Linked DNA regions of Zea mays: region 2 is linked to region 1. A link is a contact called in public Hi-C data. All regions are on one chromosome and are shown on one strand. Each heading gives the region's core, a stretch centred on a gene start, on an enhancer-like site or on the middle of the called end of the contact. The rest is flanking DNA. Distances are from core to core; before and after follow the strand shown.

The links. Hi-C and Micro-C count contacts between places; a contact is called where the count stands out from the background.
Region 2: a Hi-C map of tassel shows a contact between it and region 1, with 2.1 times the contacts expected there. The contact joins the enhancer-like site here to the promoter of LOC100285833 in region 1. A contact is called at or near these places in 5 of 25 Hi-C or Micro-C datasets (ear, leaf, root tip and 1 more).

Annotation. Positions count from the first base shown.
Region 1 is chr5:192,702,985-192,706,783 of Zm-B73-REFERENCE-NAM-5.0, reverse strand. LOC100285833 (vacuolar protein-sorting protein bro1) reads left to right here and starts at 1,679. Exons shown (of 2, transcript NM_001158723.1): 1 at 1,679-2,378. The coding sequence starts at 1,776.
Region 2 is chr5:192,736,516-192,740,353 of Zm-B73-REFERENCE-NAM-5.0, reverse strand. It overlaps the pseudogene LOC103628767. Among protein-coding and RNA genes, the nearest start is that of LOC100283933, 4.3 kb to the left of the region's middle. Within about 2 kb of position 1,608, at least 17 of the 20 cell types and tissues checked have an H3K27ac peak or open chromatin away from gene starts, as enhancers often do. A contact at or near this core is called in ear, root tip and tassel, where this site is marked.

The DNA.
Region 1 (3,799 bases), core at 430-2,929:
CAGTCTCGCTTCGCCAGTGAGGCTGCCAGCATGGACTACGTGTCCAGCATGCCGGAAGCCCCGGCGACACCGGCGGCAGGGACTGCCGTGGCCTCCGCTGCTTCCCTTTCTTCTCCTCCCCCTCTTCCTCTTCCCCGCAGTCCAACCTACAGGTGGAAGGACTGAACATGGCACACGATCTTCACGCGCAGGAAGTATCCACCGGAATCGGGATGCTCACAAGTTGCAGATTTTAAGAGTCGGCTTGTGGCGTCTCGCAGCACGATCACCATTCACCGAACAGGGGCATCGAAGGACCACCATTTTATCTGGACCTTTCCCTCTGACTGTTTTTTTTTTCTCTCCCGATGAAACAGCATAAGGAATCCCAGCTGGATTTTTAAGGCTGGGACAAGGATGGCCTCTGTTTCAACCGCCATCCTTGTTGATATTCCGACATGATATTTAGGTATTTCAAGCATGTGTCCCTTGTTGCATGGTTTGCAGTTGCACAGCGGCATGGAGTAGTGTTCTGTCTTTAAGGGATCTCCCTAAAGGCTTGGAAGAGGAGACGGGTTTTATGCTCTCCTCTGATCTTTAGTTGAATGTTTAAGTTTTTTGCAAGTACTGCATTGTGTACTAGTACTACTGCACAAATATGAGCGTCAGTGTGTGCGTGTGTGTTGTGTGCTTTGGGTCTGGAATATATGTATGTCATTGGCAAAACAACTTTTTGTCTTGTTCGGTTATTGATATTTCATGTAGACTGGAGTGTATTGGGTGAGATTGAGATAAATTTTGACTTATTATAAATTTAATCCGACTCAATTTCATCCTGGACTAACGCAAAAATGAACAAGCCTTTATGTGGTGTCAAATCCATATCTAAAGAATTTGTAGCTCCTTAAGAACTGTTGATGTATATATTTTTAGGATATGTCTTTAATGGTTCCGCTTTCTCCACTATTTTTAAATACTATTTTCGACAATTGTGACTCTTCTCTGATCTTGCAATTACGATTGTATCTCTCGCTTTTCACCTTTGTGGTTTTACCTCTCTGTTCTGAAAATGAAGTCGTTGTTTGCCGCTCTCCTGAACAGTATTAGTGAAACTCAGAATTAGTGATTAAAAATAAAAACGAGGGGTAAAATCACAATTGCAGGGTGGGAGAAGAGTATAATCACAATTAATTAAAAAAATTCAAGTATTTTTAGGATTAATTTTGATTATACCCTTCTCTCACATTGCACATATGATTTTAACCCCCTTATTATTAATCATTGAGACACAAAGGCAATGGCAACAATACACTACGTGCGTGTGATTTGGGGGAAAGAAGAAAAATAACAGGTATTGTAAAATTTTATGAACATAACCATAGGTAATGGGTTTTTACCAAAAATAATCTCAAATAACCTACTCTTGAAAAGATTATGAAGATTATCGTATTCTAGGCTTTAAGTTATATAATTTGGATCTATAGTCTAAGTATTTATTTAATCGTTGCATTATTTACGCTAGATTATAATATAATCTAGATAAATTATAATATGAAACGAACAGGACGTAATACCAAATCTGAGCCCAGATAGTTGTCATCTGGGCAAACGACGAAGCCCAAATATTGTGTCGGAGATGCAGTACTCGTATTTGGGCCTTCACCGGTATATAACTCGTAAAGCTTAATTCAGACCGGTGATACGCACTGACACGAATCTCACAATTCTCAACTGAACAAGTCCACGTCGAAGAGTCTAACGCGTTCGTTGCGCTTGCGCACTTGCGCCGGCCAATCATGTTGCGGCCGCCGTCTCCCGTCCTCTACGTCCAGGAAAAGAAGACCGCCGTCGCCGGAATCTTCGGCGACCGCCACTTCTTCGACGCCGCCTCCTTCTCTGACATCCGTGCCGCCCGTGTCGCCGTCGCGGTCCCGAACCCGCAGGCCCAGCCACCCGCCTCCCGCCGCGCTCTCCTCCTCCGTTACCATCGCCTCCTCTCCTCCGCCCGTAATGACACCTGCGCCTTCGACGAGACGTTGTACATCACCTGGCACGACGCCTTCCGCCCCCACCTGAAGCACACAGCCGCCTCCCTCCGCTTGGAGAAGGCCGCCATCGTGTTCAACGTCGGCGCGGCCGCCTCGAGGATCGCGGCGACCGTGAGCCGCGCCACGGAGGAAGGGGTAAGGGCGGCGTGCGGGGAGTTTCAGCGCGCCGCGGGGGCGTTCCGTGCGGTTGGGGAGATGATGGAAGAGGAAGAGGCGACGACGGTGGATATGAGTTCTCAGGCCTCGGCGATGCTGGAGAGGCTCATGCTCGCGCAGGCGCAGGAGTGCTGTTTCGAGCGCGCTCTCGACGCAGGGAAATCACAGACAGTGTGCTCGAAAGTGGCTAGGCAGGTGAGAATTACTGACTGCACGCCCTGCCCTCTTCCTGTATATTCCTCTCGTTATGTCTCGGTTGGGGTTTTAACCACATTGCTCGTTGCACAACTTCAGAGATCATTCTTTGCAAAATGCACAAATGCACTTTTAACAGTTTATGACTACTAGCTGATCCAATTTTGGTGAAAATCGTTTTGGGTACTTTAAGGTGAGAAAATGTTTGCTATGAGCAAACACTGAAAAAGATGGTAGGAGTGGGTTATTTATTCGTGTTGATCAAATGGGGAACTGAAGAATGCTCCCCAGTAGATTTGCCAGGTTGGTCAAGAAATATGAATTCGAAATGCACATGTTCCCTTTTGAATGAACCCATGGGGAGGTGATAGGGAATAGAGGGTGTAAGTTGATGCTTTGGAAATTGGCATTAGTTTGGTGCTTTATATCAATTGCATTGTCTAAATTAATTGCCCCTCGTATGAATCAGTTCCATTTCTGGTAACTCCCAGATCTACTTCCACAAATGATCGTGAATTCCTATTATAAAGATGTAAATTCACTCACTTATGACTACTTGTACGTTTTATTTAATCATGGTAACATGTTCAAATAGAAGGATCAATCAATAGTACATCCAGTCACAATTCAATGATGTCCCAAACAGCAAATTTAACTTATACATACTCCCAGCTTTACAAATTATGTACTTTTGACCAGGTTTGTTAATGTATTTTTCTATAATCTTGGGACGAAAATTGAGAAATTTGACTTCATACAAAGCTAAAGTGAACTATAATTTTGAACGGAGGAGTAGTTAGTTATTTTTTGCTGTCTGAAATATGATCTCGTTATGACTGGGAGGGAGTATAATTCTATAGGAGTGACACTGTTCTATAATGAAAATGAATGTTATTTGATCTTTTTAATACTTAAATGATTTTGTCATTCTTCCTGCAGTACTGGTTGCAGTTGATTCTAAAGTTCGATGTTGCTCATTTTTTCTGTCGCTTGGATGCATATTTACCTCGTTAATCACTGCAACACATAACACAAAGTGAATCGGAAAAGTTGGCTAGCCAAGTGAGATTTTAGTCATTAGTTTACATATCATGACGGCCTGACAGGTTGAAGCCTTGCTATCCTTGACAGATTATGATTTTGTACAACTAGTTATCTTGTTGGATTGGTGACACACCAAACATAAAAGTACAAATCTTTGTAAATCGAAACATGTGTAGGAAGAATTACATTTTAAATAGATAAAGTAGAAGAGGATTCAAACTTGGGTGATTGAGTGTACATCCAAACCATAGGTTCTAGAAGTTTGGGGGATTATACCCGATCTTAAAGCTAACAAGTTGATTGAAATATTTAAACAATGTCATCTACTCTTTTCAGTTACTATGTTATGGGATGCACGTCATCAACGAAATATTTAA
Region 2 (3,838 bases), core at 359-2,858, 34 kb before region 1:
GTCTCTTAAACCAATATATATATATATATATATATATATATATATATATATATATATATATATATATATATATATATATATATATATATGAGTTGGTGGGAGCATGCAGGTTTCCTATTAGATTCATATGAGTTGGTCGCCTGATTCAAATAGAGTAAACTGAGTTGGTCGCCTGCATCAGATTCAATTCATAGCATGCAGGTTCTCCTTTTGCATATGCAGACCTACCCTACACTTGTGCTGCTACAACTAGCTTTCCAAAGCCTTGGGTGGTGTTTAGGGACTTAGGCACATCACCTTTATATGTCTTCAACATTTTCTCTCATGAAATAGAAGGCACAAAACAAATTATAGGAGCGCTCTCGCTTATTATTTACTCCCTTACCCAGATTCCACTTGTTAAATACGTGTTCATTGTCTTGAGGGCAAACAATGATGGCTAAGGTATGTCTTGCATTCTTGCTTCTTTGAAATTTCTGCTTTCAGTTACAAAAGAATGTGATTCTTTTTTGTACTTTGTTCTGACTCAGGTTTTTTTTGCATATAGTAACCTCTTCCTAAAATGTGATTTAGTTGTACTTGCTGGGAAGTTTATTATACATGTTTGATATGTTCATTTTTTAATATAGATATATCTTTTGCATTCTATTTCTTTACAAAAACAATTGGATTTTAATTGAATAGTTGTTCTCTACGATGACGGTGGTGGGAAATAGGAGTCCTGAATGATCTGGGACCCGTTTCTGCGCAACGACGGTTTATCAAAGGAGAGGAGGCCCCATCTATGCCAGCAAGGGAGCTTGGTCAACTACGGCTACAACATCCTGTCTTTTGTTGTTTTAGTGATATACAACAAAAAATCGAATGAGATATATGAAAATTGAAGTGTACAAAGAAGTTCTCACTTCTTAGACTTTGTTTTTGTGGTATTCACATTATAATTTGATTTATATAAGTTTACTTTATTGCTTGTTTGCAAATAATTTATAAGATATTGATGTTGATAACATATGTGTTATTTGCTTTTATGTGATCATTGTATACTATTTTTTTTAGAATACTTTGTATACCGTCGCAACAATGACATATCCGTGTATAAGTGTCCCCCGTTGCAACGCACGGGCATATACCTAGTAATTTTATGAAGCCCTTGGTTCGGGATACCGAAGATCCAATAAACTCCCTCCGGACCCCGCTCGCTCGGCTCCTATTATGTCGCCCTATATCTTCTCCTTTTGACAAACAGCATATAGGAAACGTTAAAGAATGACCGGACGTACGTATGGCACTACTGTAGCAGTTATCAACCGTCGCCGAAACATTAACCACCCACCCATCATCCAGCAGCCCATGACCCGATGTCATGGCCCATGACCCTAAACCCATGCAGTATTATTATTGCTGCGCATCTAATCTAGATCGGGGCATCGGGCGATCGGCACGGGCACAGCTAGCTGTCCGCCCTTCAAGGGCGCAGGCGGTACGAACCGCCAGTGGCGGGGTGCATGCGCCGCGCGACCCAACGAAACGAGGCAGCTGTACGTGCGTCCGCGGCGTGGCATGGCATGCATGCCTGGCCCCGGCCCGACCGCCCGAGCGAGAGCACCGGCCCGGCGGAGGGTACGTCCCAGATCTGGCGCGCGGCCCTTCCCGGCGCGCACCTCCGAGCGAATCCCTGGAAGTGGTGCGCGCAAGCTAGATGGGTGCTGTGAGCCTGTGACGGTGTTGCATACAGTATCACGCAGGGCCAAATATCCTCAGAATTGCTGGCCCATTGATGCCATGGTAACTTGTCATAAAGTTGTTATAAAAATTATAGTCACAAGTTTTGTTTCACAGGATAATATACACAAAAGCTACAGGTATAACTTTGCAACTTTCTATGAAACTGTGCTAATACATTCAAAAGTTACGGGTACAAAACTTGTATGTGTACAAGTTACGTTATTCGTAAAATGACTTTAAAACATCGTGCCTGTTGAAAAATTTGCTGTCGTAAAATAATATATTTATAAAAAAATGCAAATAAGTTCTGCCATGCAGAATGTTATATTGGCAAAGTGATGAATACAAGTTATGATCATGAAGTCATATACGCATAGAGTTGAAAACGGATGGAAAAAATCCTGTCTCGACCCGTACTGTTTTCTATATTTGATCTGACTGATTTCGTATTTACGGAAAAATATGGAAACGAGACGGAAACGGGAGAGGGCTTATTCCGTCCGTTTTTGCGGGATCTCGTTTTTTCGGATTGAACCCGTATTTATTCCGTATTTGACAAATATGGGACGAGCCTAATATGCATTAGTATATAAACTAAATTCTCGTGTATTTAGGTGACAAATTATAGCACAATTGGCCATTGTAACCACCAGCTCTTTTCAAATGACAAGTAATCTAAAGTCTTAAACAATATCGGATGTAGCTAAATGTACACATTTAGCAACCAAACAACAATAGAACGTTGCATCTATATCTATTTGTTTTATGTTATTATTCTGCCAATAATCACTAGTCAAACATCAATAACATTTCTATTTGTATTAAATTATGAGTTTCCGTCAGTATTTATGTTTCCGTTCGTTTTCGCAATTCCGTTTATCCCGTACCCGCTTCCGTTCCCGACTATTCCGGACCTGATCCCGTTTCCGATGATAAAATGCGGATACGGAGACGGGAGAGGGGTTTTTTTCGTCTGTTTTCATCCCTATATACGCAGTGGCCACTGCTTCGGTTACACCACAGTGTTAGGCATCGACGATAACACCTTGTTGCAACAGTACATATATCTTGTTGCAGAGGCTAATATGTCGCGGCAACGGGTAGTAGAGTCCACGTCACTAGATACATAGTAGTCGTTGGTTATCAGTGTAGCAGTGTATATTTTATAATGCTGTAGCGTCTTCAGTATCGAATAATGACACGTATCGAATTGTGATCTTCAGTATGCATGTGATCTTCAATAATGACCGTCATACCATCTATCATATTAAATGACATCACCAAAAAATATCATTCAGACGCGAGGACGTTAGAAGTAGGGTCGTAGCATATACACATGCTCCCATGCTTAGTCGAATCAGAAGCTCCATTTTTTTTTTCTCATGAAGAGCACCATCCATTGGTAAAAATTTCTAGGACATGGGCCTCAGGCTGAGGGTCATAGACGACCAACAGGCGACCAATAGTGCTCCAGCCTCCAGGAGTTTGGCGGAACTCGATTCTGTGTCTGAATGAAACTTATACTCAATCTCTACAACTATTAAGACTCATCTGTAGACTGCCCCCGCCCTACCTAAAGCCTACCGCACGCCAGCCCCGCGCGAAACCTCCGCACGCCCGCATGTCCCCCGCATCCGCCGCGGATCTCGCCCCCCCGCGGATCTCGCGCTAGCCCACAACCGCGTCCCCTCCCACGCGCGATGGAATGCCCCTCCCACCACAACCGCGCAGCACCATCCTGGGCACGGCGCCCCGCGCGGGGCCTCGACGAAGAGGGGCTCGGCGGAGGCTGCGGAGGGGAGCGGCGAGAAGGAGATGAGCAGCGCGGGGGAGGAGGAGAAGGAGAGCGACGCGGAGATGAGGAGCGACGAGAGCAGGACCGATAGCAGCGGCGCCGCCCACCGTCGACCCCGCGGGAGGCGAGGTAAGCATAATCCTCGTTGTGGTCGTAGTTGGCGTAGACGACCTCGGCGTTGACGGAGCCGGATCCCGAGTAGGCGAAGTACGTCGGGAGGACCTCCGCGGAGTACCCCCGCGCGCGGCCCCGAGCTCAATCCGTCGTCGCAAGCACGAGGCCACGAGGGAAACCGCAGATGGCCCCCGCCGGGGGGCA